Regions from separate parts of the Hordeum vulgare genome. Here region 2 is linked to region 1. Evidence: chromatin contacts called from public Hi-C data. All regions are on one chromosome and are shown on one strand. The core of a region is the stretch at or near the end of the contact, and the rest is flanking DNA. Distances in the headings are between cores, read along the strand shown. Region 1 has its middle 45 kb from the start of LOC123402161. Region 2 holds the start of LOC123401101 (4-hydroxyphenylpyruvate dioxygenase).

Evidence for each region. Hi-C and Micro-C count contacts between places; a contact is called where the count stands out from the background.
Region 2: a contact with region 1 is called in a Hi-C map of seedling, with 3 times the contacts expected there. The contact joins the promoter of LOC123401101 here to the enhancer-like site in region 1. A contact is called at or near these places in 2 of 6 Hi-C or Micro-C datasets (leaf and seedling) and 1 of 1 datasets of contacts at active chromatin or transcription factors (embryo).

Annotation. Positions count from the first base shown.
Region 1 is chr6H:106,942,385-106,948,922 of MorexV3_pseudomolecules_assembly, reverse strand. No RefSeq gene overlaps it. Among protein-coding and RNA genes, the nearest start is that of LOC123402161, 45 kb to the left of the region's middle. Within about 2 kb of position 3,177, at least 3 of the 3 cell types and tissues checked have open chromatin away from gene starts, as enhancers often do. A contact at or near this core is called in leaf and seedling, where this site is marked.
Region 2 is chr6H:107,272,026-107,278,563 of MorexV3_pseudomolecules_assembly, reverse strand. LOC123401101 (4-hydroxyphenylpyruvate dioxygenase) reads left to right here and starts at 3,755. Exons shown (of 2, transcript XM_045094823.1): 1 at 3,755-4,919; 2 at 5,331-5,756. The coding sequence starts at 3,802. The coding sequence ends at 5,517.

The sequences.
Region 1 (6,538 bases), core at 1,928-4,427:
CACATACCCGGAGTCGTATTTTCGTTGCCGGTTTAGGATGAGCACAGACTTGTTCAAACGCATTACAGAGAAACTAGCGAGCCATGACCTGTTTTTCCAGCAAAGGAGGAATGCCGTCGGAGAGCTCGGGCATAGCACCTTTCTGAAGGTGACAGCCGCTTTGCGTATGTTGGCATACGGTATCCCGGCTGATTTAGTTGATGATCACTTGGCTATGGGTGAGAGCCAAGCCATCATGTGTGTCAAGCGCTTTGAAGTGGGAATTATGCAAGTGTTTGGCGAGGACTATTTGAGATCTCCCACTGCTGAAGACGCCGCAAGGCTATTGGCGATGAACAAATCTCGCGGCTTTCCTGGCATGCTTGGCTCAATAGATTGCATGCATTGGAGTTGGAAGAATTGTCCAAAGGCATGGCAAGGGCAATTCCACGGCCAAAAAAAGGGTTCCACTATAATCCTTGAAGTGGTGACCGATCATGAGACTTGGATTTGGTATGCATTCTTTGGAATGCCTGGATCTTTGAATGACATCAATGTTGTCAACCGGTCACCACTGATAAATAAGATTGCGAATGGTGAGTTGCCACCGGTGTAGTTTGTAGCAAATGGCCGTACGTACAACTATGGCTATTATCTAGCGGATGGCATCTATCCAAAGTGGCAAACCTTCGTGAAGCCGTTGAAAAAGCCAGAAGGTAAGAAAAATCTTGATTTTCACAATGCTCAGGCGGCTGCTAGAAAAGATGTGGAGAGAACATTTGGGATTTTGCAAGCCCAATTTGCTATTGTGAGAGGACCGGCTAGATTTTGGGATCAAAAAATGCTTTGGTACATCATGCACGCTTGTGTGATCATGCACAACATGATCATCGAGAATGAGCGTGGTCAAGATGTAGACTACTCACAGTATGAGCTCTTGGGACATCCCGTGCGAGTGCGACGAAGGGCCGAAAGGGTAGCCCGTTTTGTTGCCTCGTATCATGCCATTCGGCGTCCCGCAACACACAATGATCTTCAGAAGGATCTGATTGAAGAGTGGTGGGCATGGCATGGACGACAAAGAGCATGATTTGATTGCATTATTTGTATTGTATTGTTCATGAACTATTGGTTGTGTTTATTACATTATTTGTTGTACTGAACGATAAACTATTTGTTTGAGTTGTAATAACTATTTATTGTTGATTTATTTTGTTTGTTTGATCGTTTTTCTCTTATTTTTTGAAATGTATATATGTGGTTTGTGCCTGCTGCATTTTTGGACACTGCTGGAGCGACGCGTGCGCTGCATTATAGCGCGGCTGTTGGAGCCAGCGCCTATCCCTGCGCTAAACTAACCGGCGCGCGCTGTAAATACATTTTTTGAGGGCGGCGCGAAGCGCGGCTTTTGGAGATGCTCTTAGCCGGTGATGGAATACGTCTCAAAGACTCACACAAGTGCTGCCAACAACAGCTGAAACGTCGGTGGTTGTGAGTTTGTCTCACTCCCAATAGCTACTCTAGTTGATTAAGCTCACTGAGACCTGATTACTGACAAGTCGTACCATGCCATTTATCGATTAAATTCATCTCTACCCCGTAGCCATTGCCCATGGACACCAATCAATGAATTCAGATCGGCTGCTACATCTAAGTAGATGGAGGATGTGTTCCTCTTCCGACATGGTGGCACATGCATGTAATGCACTCCTCAACCACTGGAAGCGTCTCATGCATGTACTATACTTACTCCGTTCCTAAATATAAGTTTTTTTAAAAAAATATTAAAAAAATATATAAATGTATGTAGACATATTTTTAAAATATAGATTCACTTATTTCCGTAAATAGTTCTTTAATGAATTTTTTTAAAAGATTTATATTTAAAAACGGAGGGAGCACTATTTTCCTGTACAAAATATACTGTTAGCTGCCAGCCGACGCCGCCATGTTTCACATGCACCCGTAACACGTATGGTACGTACGTGCTTTCCTGCATGGATGTCTAGCTGGAGCATATCGACACCACACCATCACCGGCAGGGAGGCCGCAGTTACTGCGTGCCGCGTGTGCAGCACCAATACTTGTCGACCCAGAAGTACGCCACGAGCAGCTGTACAATGGATGCATGCTGCCGTGTTCGTTCGACCGAGGCGATAAAACCGAAGACAAAACGAAGCAGACAATCACAGCACAGTGATCTATCTAGACAGGGAGTCCGGAATCACGAGACGTGTGCCGTGCACATCACCACTTCCCCGCCCACCATCTTGCTGTTCCGATGCATGGGCAAGCCAAGCACGTTCCGTCTCCTCAGGTTACTCCATTTCCTCTCGCCTTTCATCGGCCTCCGGTATGTATCCGAACAAGAACAGGTAACGAGATGTCGAGATCCTCCTGCTCTTTGACTCCAGCTGCGCGCCATCTTTGCTTTGCCGAAAGAAGATCCACTAAACAAGCTTATCTTGTTCGTCTAATGCCACCCCAAAGCTGCTTCCAGCACTCATTTCAAGCGGTAGCAAAAGGGCACATCACCTTTATTCTTTCTTTGGCGCGCCCCTTCCGTACCACGGCATGTACAAGCAGATACATATTCGCGGTTCCTCCGGCCGAGAGCGACGCGCGACTCTCGAGGCATCGCCGGCGTGCTCTTTCGCCATCGCCGAAGAGTCAAGGACGGACGAATGGATGGGTTGGACTGCTCGGCCTTTTGAGAGAAAAGGAGAGCGGAACGGTGAAGCTACTAGCAAGCGCAGTGCAGATCTGCAGATCAACCACGTACTACTACAATACGATCTTTGAATAGATACGACGGGTCGCTTCCGTTGATATGATCCCAAGAGTGAAAGCCTCATTCCACGCGTATTCGGTGTTCTTTTCTGACTAGCAGCACGCAGGTCGTCCATCGTGGTCATTATCAGACCGGCTGGAATTCGTGAGCTCTACTAGTTTCGTTTGTTTATTACTCGTTGGCGTACGTGTGGCTCAGGCTCGTCGTCAAGTGATGGACGGTATAACTGTCGCTTGCATCAACGAAGAGTTACCTGGCTTGCCGTGGCGAAATGTTCAAACAAATCGGTCGGTCGGTCGTGCACGGACCGATCGCGTGCGGCAGGACGCATCTACGCTGCCCGAGGTACGCCGTTGGTAATGCATCGACCTCTGTGAACAAACCCTCTCGACCTGCCACCCGTTGGCTCTAGACAGACGGACCGTTAATCCGTGGTTTCATGGCGGCAGCATGCGTCCGGGAGTCCGCGAGGGCACGGGACGAGCGCCATTGTTCCTCACCACGAATTTATATACTGTACTGTGTTTTTCTAAAGCAGACATGGGTGAGGAGGATGATCGTGCCGACATATATTTTCCGACGGCTTTTCATGCTGCCGTCAGCCCACATTCGCTCTCGGCCCAACTTTCTCACGCAACTTTGTCGAGGATGAGCGTTGTGTCCTTTGACGCAAGGGAGGTCCTATACGGCGCTGAAGGCAAACCGGCGCCTGCAACACTCCTTTTCGTAGGCCGGCCCATGTAGAATATGTTGGTCTTTAAAAATCGAAAAAGTGTTTTTTTAAATCAGATTGACGAAAAACGTTGAATGATTAAAACAAAGTCCACTATTTTTCAAGCATGTTTATGCATTTTCAAAACTTCACAGAATTCGGAAAAACCATTAATTTTAAACAGTTCATCAATTTTTAAAAAGAGTTCATTGATTTTGATAAAAGCACACGAATTTTAAATTATGTTCATCGATTTAAAATAAAGTTCACCGATTTTTAAAAAAGTTCATCAATTTAGTCAAAGGTTCACGGGATAAAACACAAATCGGATCTCTAAATGGACGAGCCGATGGCGGAGCGCTGCAGGCGCCGGTTTGCAAAATTTGTTTTTAACGGGCGCCTATGGCACTAAATAGGGTTCCCATTTGACGCATGCCTCCCATATATTACTCCTGGTCGAGAGTCAGCTAAACAGAACAAGGTCATCTTCTTGATTCATGCTTCTTTTCCATACCATGGCGGCTCTCGCCGGTCACCGACTTTCGAAGTTTCTATAACAAGAAGAACCCAAGTGTGTATCTCTGTCCCGATGGTGATGTTTCGCGTGCTTGTGTGCGTCGAGCATCTTTTCTTGGTTGATCGTGACTTTTTTAAATTCTTACTTCCATGTTTTAAATTAATTCTAGCTTCCCTTGACATCCATACTTACTTACTTTAGTCATCTATAAATAAAAAATCTTATATTTATTTATAAAGGGGTATTACTTAGTACGCGCACAACTAAAAAAATTTACTTGCTGCATCTAAAAACGACCTCTTTTAGTAAAGAAATAAAATCTATGCATGAGTCCTACCATCGGTGTGCGTGAATCAAGTTATCATGTACTCCCTCTATAAATAAATGTAAGAGCATTTAGATCATTAAAATAGTGATCTAAACACTCTTATATTTATTTGTGGAGGAAGTACAACTTTCCTGAATTAAACCTTATTTTGAATACACAGTAAACATTTTTCGAAAAATCATCAAAACATTTTTTCCATTGCACATTTTTTAATAAAAATGCAACAAACATTACATGTTCTGAATTGTCATGAATATTTTTTAATCATATAAAATAAAAAATCTGAAATACATGAACTTTTTTACATTGTCTAATTAGTTATACATGAAAAAAATAGAAATGTGCGAACATTAATCAGAAGTCATAGATATTTTCTGAATAATACAAACATTTACAAAAAATTAAACCCAAGAAACAAACTGCCTTATTCAAACGCATGGGTTTAAAAAAAAAGTACATTACTTTTTAGAACATTTCAAATACATAAAGAAATGTACAAAATAAGAACATGAAGAAAACAGAACAAACAAAGAAGAGAATTAGGAAGAAACGAACGACCACCTGCGAGGCTACTACGTCCCAATGGTAGCTACACGAGGCGGCCGCTGAGTGAGAATCCGCTTCTATCTTGCTGCGGCTGAGAGTAAGAGCCACTTCGTTTGGGCGGCTTAAACAATAAATTGACTCTTCTCAGCTTAAATTTTTAATACTTTTAAATAAATTATTTCAAAACTTACTTAAAGCTTCAGTGAATAAGGAAGGTGGTTTATGTAAATGCTGAAGGAGCGGCTTATGTTTTAAGCTGCCAAAAGACGCAGGTATAGCAAAAACAGCAGTGCAATGTCCAACCTCAAAAGAAAAAATTGAGCCCCCCTTCAAATATTCTTCATCACTTGCAAGATTCTAGAAACGAAGAAATGATACAGAAATTTCCAATAAAATGCTTAATTGTTTTTTTAAATTCTGAAGAAAATACACATGTACATAAGAATGCGTACTTTCTTTTGTGAAGTTTCATGATGGAATACGTTGGTGTGTGCTAAACACAGAAAAAAACAATTCTACTGTTTTTTTACCTGCAACAAATCGTATTTCATCATGAAAATTAAGAAAAGATCCAGTATACATCCCTATGTATCAATGTATTTTTTTAAGAATTTGTAAAAAGGTGAAAGAAAATGATTTCTAAACATTTCGATAAAACTTGGCTTCCTATGACCCGACAACCAAAAATCCGCAATCGAAACAAAGACTCAGTCTGAAAGAAATGGATTGTTAGTATTCCGTAGCTTACTAGGTTGGTTGAGGTGCCCCTATTTCTCGCTTTAAGCAAGCCAGTGGGTAGCGCGCTGGGGGAGCCCCAGATGAGCGGGTCCAGCCACACTTTTGTTCTCATTTTTCGCTTTATTTTTATAATTTTCTTCATATCTTAAAAATATTTGCAGAGATTGACTATTTACCATCCTAGGTGAAGAATTGTTATTTCTAACCCCACCTTCTCACGCACTCTATGGTCCCATAAGAACTAAAATGTATGTAAGGTAATATTATGGTGTGTAATTAAGGGCTCCATAACATTCACCATGACAAACAAATGTGTCATGCATGTGTGGTAAGATTACCACATGCATGTGTGAGGTGTGGTAATATTATAACATGCCGGTAAGAATTTAATATGTGCGAGATAAGTTTGCATCATGTCGGTGATGTAAGATTACGAGGCGTGGGCGGTAAAATTACAACATCCAAAACAAATCATGTCCCGACTCAGTTTATACCAGGGTGAATAAGTATCTGATTTTTTTAAATGCATACGAACAATGTTGAACGTATGTATAGAAAAATGTGGACCACTTATTAAAAAAGTTATTTTGACATGTACAAAAATGTAGACTGAAAAAGATAACAACTCTTAAGAAAAACAAAAATGGAGAACAAGAAAGAAAACCAAACAAAAGAAGGATAAGAAAAGAAACAAATAAAAACGAAAACAAATTATCAAAAAGAAAAGAAAAACATAAAAAAAAACAATGAAAAACAATAGGAAAACTCTACTTAGTTCGCAACTAGAAAGCGCACTCACAACTTATTGCATGCGAAGAAACGGTTGACATGCCCGCGCGATCGCTTAGTGCGATAAGTAGCATTTGTGGGCTGGTTACATCCTTGAAAGAAAAATGGGTCAACTTTTCTGAAGGATTAGGTGCTTG
Region 2 (6,538 bases), core at 2,506-5,005, 330 kb before region 1:
CTCGCCGAGATCCTTTGGGATTCTCGCAGGGGCCCGTGATTTGGAGCACCCACGAGGTCACCCTCTCCTCAGACACGGCCACCACGTTAGTCCGAGTGGAGTCCTCGGGGCCTCTGTAATGCCACATGGCATGGTCACGAGCCTGCAGAGGCTGGATCCGTCAACCAAGAAAGACCTCCAGCAAGTCTATGCCGGTGACCCCCTTCCTAACGACGTCCACGAGTGCCTCAACCAAGGGCTGGACGTCATTCTTCTCCGCCCTCGTGAGCGCGAGTTGCTTAGGTGGGGCAGGCCGATCCAGACTGAAGGGAGGCAGCCCTGTCGAAGCATTCGGACAGGCGATATCCTGGCAGTAGAACCACGTCGACTGCCTGTTCCTGACCGACTCACATAACTGGAGAGCAGGATAACTGCTCCGACTCTTTTTCTGGAAACCTAGACCCCCGCAGAGCTGGAGAAGATGTGTTTTATCATCCGACTGGCTAAGTCGTTTGATGGTCTGGGATCTAGCAGAAAATATGTGCTTGAACAACCCCCAATGGGGGGACAACCAATGAAACACTCGCACAAGACTATAAAGGCAGAAAGGTGGGCGATGGCATTCGGAGGGAAATGGTGAAGTTGGGCACCGAAGTGATTCATGATGCCCTTGAAGAAAGGATGCGGGGGTAAAGAAAAACCTCGATGGACGTGGCTGAGAAGCAAGACGCGCTCCCCCTCCCGGGGCGCCGGCTCGACCTCATTCTCCGCCGGCAGCCTCCAGGACTTATGCACGATCATTCCGTGCTCCACCAGCTGCAACAGATCCCCCTCCGTCACCGTGGAGGGGAGGAAATCACCTTGAATCCACCCCGCCGGCAGGGGCCGCTGCCGCCGCTGAGCAGGCGCCGCCGCCTTGCCCTTCTTCTTCCTCGCCTCCATCTTGCTGGTCTGACCTTTGGTCATGGAGGCGACGGCGAACCCTCGGGAGGAAGGAGAAGGAAGGAGTGTAGGAGCACTGGAGGTGGCGAGGAAGACGGAGCAGGCGAGAGCGAAAGATTCGGCGAGCGTAACGAAGAAGCCTCGCCGCCCAGATTTAAATAGGGTTCCGACTGGGTCACTGACGGGTGGCCCCGAAACCTTATCCGCCCGACCGGCCGCGGCGATATCAGTGGAGGAGTTGAAGGCGCGAGAATCGAGGCGTCAGGCGCTACTCGAGTGCGCTGGCGTCATCCCCGCTGAGCGCGCGGAACCCGAAATTTGAGATCCCGGAAAATCCACCGCTGTGAGTTGACTAGTCGCGTCAAAAGATGCCGCGGAAGCACTCGGCTTCCGACAGTCTGTTTCGCGGGCGCTTCCACTCGGATCGTTGGTCAGAAAAGATAAAATGGATCGAGGCAAGCAACGCCCAAGCCAAATCTAATCCAGTCGGATCCAAACTTCAAGCATCGCTTCGTCGTTCCAACCCCAATCCATTCGGGGACTAATGATGGGGTCATAGTCCTAGGGTAGGGTCATAGGCCTGCCATGCAGGTCCTACCCAAGGACTACCCCTCACAAAGGACAGGGCCCTTAGTCAGTCCCGTCTGAATTAAGGAGTCCCCATCATCCAGTCGGTAACAGGTCCTCAATCATCCAGTCGGAGACTAGCATTCGGAGGATACCAAGCTAACCGACTGGATACACTTGGTACATCGTAACCTTTCTGGAGGGAAACGGCCGTACGTTTCCGGGTGCATTTATTAGCATTTAGAGCATACGTTACCTGTAACGTACGCATTCAATCCCCACTACTCCACCCCTGTACCGGAACCGTTGTGGAGGGCAGCGCACTCTATATAAGCCGCCCTCCCCCACTGGTAGAGGGGTTAGAAAATCATTGTATTCCATATTCCACTCGACAACAAGCTCCGAGAGCACTGAGACGTAGGGTCGTTACCTCCACCGCAGAGGGGCCTGAACTCATACAACCTTGCCGTAGCTAGGACTCTGTCCATCTCATACGTACCCTACACATCTACTGTCAGGCTTATACCAACGACACGCGGTATTTAGTAAAATAGGCATATCTCCCTCATACGAAGACCGTTTTGACTCCATGAGTACTAAAATTCAAGCTATCAACGAGCTGCTTCTAAATAGTTCATTATGCTAGTTCATTATTATCACTTCCAAATCAGCTTCCAAATAGTACCTTTTGCCCTCCGAAGTTCGCAAACACAATTTGTCATTATTTTTCAATTCAATTTTTGAATTTTTGACACCTCATACGAACTTGGAATTGAGTGATTTTATGTACATTGGAAAGCTTGAATGAGTAGCATTCTTGAGAAAAAATATCAAAAATTTGACATATTATTTGCAAGAGAAAAGTTAGAGAGAGAATTTGGTATATCATGTTTAACAATTATTTATCATCATTGTATTGACTATTATTGTGATCTTCACTTATACTATCTTGCCGTTCAAAGCTATTCATATCATCCATCAGTGTTACTTGTGCTACATCATGACTCCATTAATGTTCTAGACTCGCCTCTCTTGTACGATCTAGTCTCAAACCGAAAAATAGTTGTATTCAGACATCTGCCCCCTTTCAATAGACATCTGCCCCCTTTCAATTGTCAGACGGGTCTGATCCTCCTCTAGTCCCGTACTCCCTTCGTCCGGTGAAGAGTATCCGTTTAGCCTTAAAATTTGTCCATAAAAAAGTGTACTTTTATCTTTTCAAATACATTTTAAAGTACATAAAAAGTGTACTTTTATCTTTTCAAATACATTTTAAAGTAGAAAAAAATGATTCTCTCTCATCACACGGTAATCAAGACCAATACATTCTACAGAGTCTCTTTAATTTATACGTGCACTTAGCTCATTGGAGGTTGCTTAATTTAAAGGGGCGTGCTACGCGTCAGCCGACGGATTTTATAAAATATCCGTCAGCTCGCGAGCCGTCAGATCTGTTGCAGATCGAGCGACAGAACAACTTCTTCACTTTTGCAACTTAGGCCCAGTTGTAGTTTTTCTGCAACTACGGTTTTGTTGCAGATTTTTTTGCAACAAAGATCGTATTGTAATTTCTTTTTGCAACTGAAGTTCCGTTGCAATTTTTTTTTGTAATTGAGATTATGCTGCAGAAGGGTCGCGTTGTTGTACTATCTAATTTCAAGGATTCAGATCCTGCAACAGAGCCGTTGTTGCGATGAGAAATTGCAACAACATGCTAGTTGCAAAAACTTCTGATGATGATCATGAGCCACGTGGCGTGTAAAGAAGAGGACGGATGCCAGCGTGCGATCCGCCGGATGATTTATAACGTTTCCCTAATTTAAAAGGAAAAAGATGATGGCTTGCACCTTTTCAATGAATTTTTTTTACTTCATTTTACAATTTGTTCTAAAATATTTATATATATACACTTTTTATCGGACTGAGGGAGTCCTCCCAGCTTATTTCTACCTGTACTTATTTTTTGGACCACTACCAACGGAAAGAATATGGACCTCGCTATATTTGTAGCTGTACTTACCTTTTGAAATAAATAATATTTCTAGCTGTATTTTTGTTTGTGAAATACAGTAGTAACATTTCTAGCTGTGCTTGGCTGTACGTTACCCTAGGCCAGTCAGCAAACCCATCCCCTCCATCACACTAGCTCGAGCCCCCACACCACCAAACGCCAAAAGACAAATCGCACCCGCCACCACTAAACCCCGAGCCCACGTGGCGCCATGTCCGCCCTTTATTACCCCCCACTTCTCCTGTACTCTAACTGATAACCCCGAGCCACTACCACACGCGACCAAGAAGCGAACGCACACCATGCCGCCCACCCCCACCACCCCCGCGGCTACCGGCGCCGCCGCCGCGGTGACGCCGGAGCACGCGCGACCGCACCGAATGGTCCGCTTCAACCCGCGCAGCGACCGCTTCCACACGCTCTCCTTCCACCACGTCGAGTTCTGGTGCGCGGACGCCGCCTCCGCCGCCGGCCGCTTCGCGTTCGCGCTCGGCGCGCCGCTCGCCGCCAGGTCCGACCTCTCCACGGGGAACTCCGCGCACGCCTCCCAGCTGCTCCGCTCGGGCTCCCTCGCCTTCCTCTTCACCGCGCCCTACGCCAACGGCTGCGACGCCGCCACCGCCTCCCTGCCCTCCTTCTCCGCCGACGCCGCGCGCCGGTTCTCCGCCGACCACGGGATCGCGGTGCGCTCCGTAGCGCTGCGCGTCGCAGACGCCGCCGAGGCCTTCCGCGCCAGCGTCGACGGGGGCGCGCGCCCGGCCTTCGCCCCCGTGGACCTCGGCCGCGGCTTCGGCTTCGCGGAGGTCGAGCTCTACGGCGACGTCGTGCTCCGCTTCGTCAGCCACCCGGACGGCACGGACGTGCCCTTCTTGCCGGGGTTCGAGGGCGTGACCAACCCGGACGCCGTGGACTACGGCCTGACGCGGTTCGACCACGTCGTCGGCAACGTCCCGGAGCTTGCCCCCGCCGCAGCCTACATCGCCGGGTTCACGGGGTTCCACGAGTTCGCCGAGTTCACGGCGGAGGACGTGGGCACGACCGAGAGCGGGCTCAACTCGGTGGTGCTCGCCAACAACTCGGAGGGCGTGCTGCTGCCGCTCAACGAGCCGGTGCACGGCACCAAGCGCCGGAGCCAGATACAGACGTTCCTGGAACACCACGGCGGCCCGGGCGTGCAGCACATCGCGGTGGCCAGCAGTGACGTGCTCAGGACGCTCAGGAAGATGCGTGCGCGCTCCGCCATGGGCGGCTTCGACTTCCTGCCACCCCCGCTGCCGAAGTACTACGAAGGCGTGCGACGCCTTGCCGGGGATGTCCTCTCGGAGGCGCAGATCAAGGAATGCCAGGAGCTGGGTGTGCTCGTCGATAGGGACGACCAAGGGGTGTTGCTCCAAATCTTCACCAAGCCAGTAGGGGACAGGTAAAAACTAAAGACACAAGCTTTCTCCACTTTGATTTTGGCTTATACATTACATGATCCATGTGTGATGCTGCAGAAAAGTACGAGTATGAAAGTTGGTGTTAGGATACAGAGTTGAATCATAAGATAGTGAGTGCCATGATCCTATTGGAAGTATTTTAGTTCAAATGCATGATGCACCTTTATGAAGATTGCCAGAACTAAAAGGGGAATAAAGTTCCCTGTGCATAGAGGAAAGCCAACGTATATTCCCAATTCGCGCCATAGATTAGCACAGGATTAGGTTCAGGAGGTAGTATCAGTTATGCTATAATTCAGTAATGTGAGGTTCAGTGCTCTAATACATTCTAGCTGCATCTTTGCTCTACTCCCCGTGCTTCCAAATCTAACTGCATCAGCTATTATGTTCAGGCCGACCTTGTTCCTGGAGATGATCCAGAGGATCGGGTGCATGGAGAAGGACGAGAGAGGGGAAGAGTACCAGAAGGGTGGCTGCGGCGGGTTCGGCAAAGGCAACTTCTCCGAGCTGTTCAAGTCCATTGAAGATTACGAGAAGTCCCTTGAAGCCAAGCAATCTGCTGCAGTTCAGGGATCATAGGATAGAAGCTGGTCCTTGTATCATGGTCTCATGGAGCAAAAGAAAACAATGTTGTTTGTAATATGCGTCGCACAATTATATCAATGTTATAATTGGTGAAGCTGAAGACAGATGTATCCTATGTATGATGGGTGTAATGGATGGTAGAGGGGCTCACACATGAAGAAAATGTAGCGTTGACATTGTTGTACAATCTTGCTTGCAAGTAAAATAAAGAACAGATTTTGAGTTCTGCATCACATGGTGCGTGTGTAAGGTATCATATCTTGGTTTTGGTCATACGAGCCATATGATAGTGAAGGTCATGATGCATCTCTATGAAGATTGTGACAACTTAAAAGGGGAATAAAGCTCCTCGAATAGTATAACAGGCCAAAGAATCCAACTTCACAATCCGTGGCATGGTGTACTTTCATATTAGCATAGAAAGGTATCTGATTTTATTCTATTTTGGTTCAGCAGATAGTACCACCAGTATTTATGCTATAATTCAACAACTCGAGGTTCAGTGCCCTACTGACTTCAGACAGTATCTTTGCTATGTTTATCTACTCTCTGTGATTCCAAATCTAACTGCATCAAGCTATTATATTATGTTCAGGCCAACCTTGTTGTTGGAGATGATCCAGAGGATCGGGTGCCTGGAGAAGGACGAGATTGGGCAAGAGTACCAGAATGGTAGCTCCGGCGGGTGCAACTTCTCCGGGCTGTTGAGATCTGCTCCCTCTGTAAACAAATGTAAAGGGAGTATTAAGGAGGATGAGAAATCCCTTGAAGCCAAGCAATTCGCGGTTGCATCCTAGGATAGAATCTGGAGCTGGAGCAACAGATCCAGTACTTTGTATCATGGAGCAAAAGAAAAGAATATTCTACTTCCTCCGTTTCTAAATATAAGTCTTTTAAAAGATTTTACTAGTGGTCTATATACGAAGCAAAATGAATGAATTTACATTCTAAAATATGTCTATATACAATGTATGTAGTTTTCTAGTGAAACCTCTAGAAAGACTTATATTTAGGA